Linked DNA regions of Bos taurus: region 1 is linked to region 2. Evidence: chromatin contacts called from public Hi-C data. All regions are on one chromosome and are shown on one strand. The core of a region is the stretch at or near the end of the contact, and the rest is flanking DNA. Distances in the headings are between cores, read along the strand shown. Region 1 holds the start of INSR (insulin receptor). Region 2 overlaps INSR (insulin receptor).

The links. Hi-C and Micro-C count contacts between places; a contact is called where the count stands out from the background.
Region 1: a contact with region 2 is called in a Hi-C map of liver, with 1.9 times the contacts expected there. The contact joins the promoter of INSR here to the enhancer-like site in region 2. A contact is called at or near these places in 2 of 11 Hi-C or Micro-C datasets (liver and skeletal muscle).

Annotation. Positions count from the first base shown.
Region 1 is chr7:16,199,122-16,201,821 of ARS-UCD2.0, forward strand. INSR (insulin receptor) reads right to left here and starts at 1,372. Exons shown (of 21, transcript XM_005208817.5): 1 at 813-1,372. The coding sequence starts at 912.
Region 2 is chr7:16,143,686-16,146,385 of ARS-UCD2.0, forward strand. The region is part of intron 2 of INSR (insulin receptor); the gene reads right to left. Among named protein-coding and RNA genes, the nearest start is that of INSR, 55 kb to the right of the region's middle. Within about 2 kb of position 1,281, at least 7 of the 102 cell types and tissues checked have an H3K27ac peak or open chromatin away from gene starts, as enhancers often do. A contact at or near this core is called in liver and skeletal muscle, where this site is marked.

The DNA of each region.
Region 1 (2,700 bases), core at 122-2,621, 56 kb after region 2:
GGCAAGTGAATTCTGTGTCCTTCCTGAGCCTCAGTTTACTCCTCTATGAAATGGCCCAACAGCAGTATCAGCCTCCACGGGCTGCGGCAGAGATCCAGAGAGATAAGACCGGCCAGCCCGAGGCATCTGGCGACACTAGCTATAATAATCATAAAAGCCGACACTACTGCTACTACAGCTGCGCTGTTGCCAAGGGCTAGAGCTTGCCTCCGACATCTGGAAACAGAATTCCAGAGTATAAACATGGAACTGAAGTCAGGGGTAGCCGTGGGTCTAGATACCAGAAAGAAAGGGGCGGGTTCTACACTTCCTCGGCCCCTGGGGTAGCGTCACCAAGCTGCTGGGATCCCAACGGACCACCCTGCCTTCAGTCAGTCACCCTCGATTCTCACTCCAAACCGTCTGTGCCCGGGGCATTTGGCTGTCCGAGAGTGTCCGATGACCCTACTTCTCGGAGGCGACCCAGAGAGGACGTGTGTCCCGTCTCTGGAGCCAGGTGGTGGGCTCGGAGAGGCCCAGACACGGGGGTTTGAGGAGCGCTCTCGGGAGAGGCGCCCGCAGAAGGGCGGGCACTAGGGCAAGGTTCCTGCAGCCCGGGGCCGCATGCGGGTCTTGGAGCCGCTAGCCCAGGCGGGCAAAGGCCAAGGTCAGCGGCTTCCCGCCCCCCGCGAGGCCGGAGAAACCGTCCGGGCCACCAGCCCTCCGACGGAGGTACTGCACTCCGTCCACAACGGGGGGTGGTTCCATTTTGGCAAAGGGTACCCTCCCCAGCCGCGCGGCTTCCCGCCCACTCCGGGACCCCCCAGACTCACCTTCTCCAGGGTACAGGTGGCCCGCGGCGCCCACCAGCAGCGCGGCGACGACCACCATCAGCAGCACGGCTGCCGCCCCCCTCCCGCCCCCGGCGCCCATGGCTGCGGGAGCGCGGAGTGCCGAAGGATCAGAGCGCGAGGCGCTGGCTGGCGGGGTGCATGCTACGAAGCGGCCGCCCCAGAGGGGCTGGGGGTCGCGCGTCCTTCTCTTCCACGCGGGCCGCCCAAGGTCCCGCAGCCTGCGCCTGGGAGGACTCTAGAAACGGCCCCGGGAGGGGCGCGCGGCCTCCGCCGCTACGAATCCGGCAGCGCGGCCGGGTGGAGACGGTCCCGACTCCGGGCCCCCGCGGCCCGGGCCCCCGTCCCGACGATCTTAGGGCCCGGAGCCCCGCGCTCTGCCCCCCTGACTCTAGGCTTTTGGCCCCGAGTGCTCCGGAGCTCCGATCTTCGGACGCGCGGACAAACGGACGTGCGGACAGGCGGGCGGGCACCTGGGCTGGCGGGTGGCGGGCAGGCGGCGGGAGCCAGGGCTGCTCGGCCCGTAAACAACGCGGCCCGTCAGCTGGGCCCCGTTCGGGCCGCAGGAAAAGGCGGCGCGGATCTAGGCTCGGAAGGGACTCGGCGCCCGGCAGAGGCCCGAGAAGGGTGGAAGGAGGACGGGCAGGGGGGAGGCGCCGCCCCGCCCGCCCGCCAGTCTCCCTATCCTGGGCCCCGCGCTGGAGGCCCCCGTCGCGCCCTAGCTGAGGGGGCGCCCCAGATCCCTGCCCAGCCCCAGCGCCCTGTACAGCCCCAGGATTCCTGTCTCAGAGCCCGGGAGCGCCCCAGATTGACCAACTCAGCAAGTCGTATCCCGTGTTCCCGTGTTTAAAACATTTTGCTAGTTTGTTCTTCGTGGGACTTTGGAAAATTCATTTTTATTTTTTTTAATATTGTATTAAAATATTGTTTATCGTGGTTACTCGGCTTTTTGGTACTCCCTTAAATGTTACGTTCACCTCCCCCTCGTCACAGTCTGGCCAGTGAGTATGGGCCTCGACGCCCCAGAGCGTCCTACCCCGGAGTGCGCCCCCGCCCAGAGCCAGGCCCCTAGGGACAGCCACGTGCACGAGCGTGCTGCGTGCGCTCAAGTATTCGGTAGCCTGGGCCCCTCCGCACAATGCGTGGTTCAAGGTGGAGAAATGACCCTTAGGAGAAAGTGTAGAAACTCGCAAAAAAAAAAAAAAAGTGCAAACCAGGCGCTGGAGATGTTGGGTAGGACACAGGTAGACACACCCAATTTTCAATATGCAGCCCCAGAGTCCATGTGTGTTTGAGTGTCAGTCACATGACTGTGGCCACCCCGCCTTGCTGAAGAGGGGCCTTAAGCTCAGAAAAGCCAGAACCTAGTGAGAATCTGGTCCCTCCACTTAAGACTTCCTGTGCAGCCTTGAATGAGTAATTTTTCTTTCTCTCGATGGGCCTCATCTGTATGATGCATGTAAGGACACCTTCAGGTCAGATTTGGTGAGTTGTAAGGGCTTCCCGGGTGGCTCAGTGGTAAAGAATTTGCCCACCAATGCAGGAGACTCAGGTTAGATTCCTGGGTCAGGAAGATCCCCTGGAGGAGGAAATGGCAACCCACTCCAGTATTCTTACCTGGAAAATCCCATGGATAGAGGCAGGCTACAGTCCATGGAGTCGCAAAGAGTTTGACATGACTGAGCTCGTATGCGTACACACACACACACACACACGACCGAGCACGCATACACATGCACACACACACAGTCTCAGAGGGGAAATAAAGCATGACAAAGCACCCAGAACAACTGTTGGCTGAGGGCGTTCATTCTTTCTTTCATCTATTAACCAAATATTAGTTTGCCAGTAGATGGGCCCACTGTTCTTC
Region 2 (2,700 bases), core at 31-2,530:
TTTTCCTGACTCAGGGATTGAACCCAGATCGCTTGTGTCTCTTGCATTGGCAGGCAGTTCTTTATCCCCTGAGCCATCATGAAATAGGTTTTATATCATGTGCCACAATTTAAAAAAATACCCCAACCAAATAAAGAGTGCCTCAGAGAGGATGCTTTCAGAAGCACAAGTTGCAGATAATTGGCCCACATTTAGGGTCAGATCAACCCTGAATATTCATGGGAAGGACTGATGCTGAAGCTGAAGCTCCAACACTTTGGCCACCTGATGTGAAGAGCCAACTCATTGGAAAAAACCCTGATGTTGGGAAAGATTGAGGACAAGAGAAGGGAGCAGCAGAGGATGAGATGGTTGGATAGCATCACTGACTCAGTGGACATGAGTTTGAGCAAACCCTGGGAGATAGTGAAGGACAGGGAAGCCTGGCACGCTGCAGTTCATGAGGTCGAAAAAGTCAGACACAACTAAGCATCTAAACAACGACAACAGCAATCCTTAGCCTGGTGCATAGGCTGCTGAAGAACTCACGAAGAAAAAGGATTAATTCTAATTTTATAGAAGCAGAAACAGAGATGTTAAGTAAGTCCCAAGGTCACACAGCAAAGACATGGTCTAACCTGGATTCAAACCTGGGACTACAGCTCCTGTTCACATATGTTAATGTCATTGCCCATCAGCTCGGTCAGCCTCAAGCTTCTTTCCCAGAGTGTCAAAAGTTTCCAACTGGAATGTAAGGGAGCCCACTCCACATCATCACCTCTCAAAAGAGAGAAAAGACTCACAGTGCGATGCTTTGTGTGAACGGTCAGCGAGCCCCGGAAAATACTGAGCCTCCTATCCTCAGGACGTCTCCCCTTTCTGCTTCCTTCCCCCTACCTCCAATGACATGCCCACAACATGAGGCGCAGCTCTGTTGAGAATAGGGATGAAAATGAGCATTGTCTGAGAGGGAAAGTGGTGAAGAAAAAAGCATAGCCCTGTGCCCAACACAGTAAGCACCTGAGAAATGGTTATTCTGCACAACCCCATTTGGTCCAGAGACCGTATCAGAGCCCAGGTGGACTGAAGGATGGAGGCCATAGTGAGCCCACATCCCCAATAAACCGGCAGAGCACCTGGCTGTCTGCTGAACAGCACTGGGAAGGGAAAAGACGCCGCAGCCGCGCGAGGAAGGAGAATGACTCTTAACCAACATCTGACTCTGCTTGACCCTCTGGGTTGCAGCCCGCTCTCAGCTCCCTGGCCTCCGATGACCTTGAGCTGTCTTGGCCCTGAATCCTAGCCCTGAACCTGTTTCCTATTTACTCTGACACTTGACACAGACGGCTTCCCTGGTGGATGGTGATTATGCTTAGCCCTCACTCTTGTGGGGACGCAGCTCTGTCCTTGGGGAGAGCCAGGCAGGAGGAATTAGGCTACAAAGAAGCCTGCTCACTCCAAGGGACAGGGGTGCCAGCTCCCACTCGAGGCAAAGAGGAAGGTCAAAGTCCAGCATGGACTAGAACCCTAGGGGTTACCGTGTGCTAGATGCTTTGCTTAGCTTATCCAAAGAATTAATTATCTCACTTAATTCTCACCCAGACCAGTAAATGGAACTGTCCTGAGAAAGAAGTCCAGCGTGAAGATACGAGGGGGCATTTGGGGAGATGAGCATTGTTGGGAATGAGTCAGAAACCAACAGATCTCTGGCCTCTGGTGTAGGAATCCGCTGCTGGGTGAAACCTAGCATGACCAAATGTTCTGGTTTGCCTGGGACTGATGGGTTTCCCAAGAAACAGGGCTGTTAGTACTAAAACCAAGAAAGTCCTAGGCAAACCAGGGCAAGTTGGTCACCCTAGTGACCTAATTCTGGCTTCTAGGTATTGGCCCCTGGCCAGCTTTAGGAGGAGCAGGAGGCTAAAGTCAGTACAGGAGGTGGGTCCTCTTCATAGAACTCCTACTCACCCTTCAAAACCCAATGCAAAAGGACCCTTCCTGTATAAGGCAGAGTGTAGCAGGAAAAAGCTGAGGTTCTGAAGCCAGACTCTAACTTCAAATCCCAGGTCCATGAAAAAGTTGTTATGAGGACCATGTACCTGGTTGCTATTGTTGTTGTTTAGTCACTAAGTCTTTTGTGACCCCATGAACTGTAAACTGCTAGGCTCCTCTGTTCACAGGATTTTCCAGGCAAGAATACTGAAGTGGCTTGCCATTTCCTTCTCCAGGGGATCTTTCCCACCCAGGGATTGAACCTGTGTCTCCTGCACTGCAGCTGGATTCTTTACCACTGAGCCACTAGGGAAGCCCATGTGCCTGGTAGATGGTGCTTCAGAGGCCTTAATCTGCTGTATCTGTTACCTGTCCTTATCCTCCTTTAGACCCGAAGTTCCCCATGTTCCCGTCTCTGAACCACCGAAACAGACAAGCACACACTTAAAAAAAAAGAAGTAAGGAAAGATAAAATCTTGTAACTTGCGCAAACCAGTTAATGCAAATCCAGTCTTTCCCCATCATCCTCAAGCCCTGACACCAAGCAGGGTTGTTTTTCACTTGGCTTCTCCTCTCCCGACGATTTCACAAGAGCCCACAGAGAGGCGTGCAGCGAAGTAAACAAGAGAAGCTCTGAAAATCCATTCATGGTCAGCTCAAAGGTGTCAAGCAGCCCAAGAGCACAGCCGAGTCTTCAGGCATGGGGACAAGGAGGCTCCGTGAGGCTGAGGA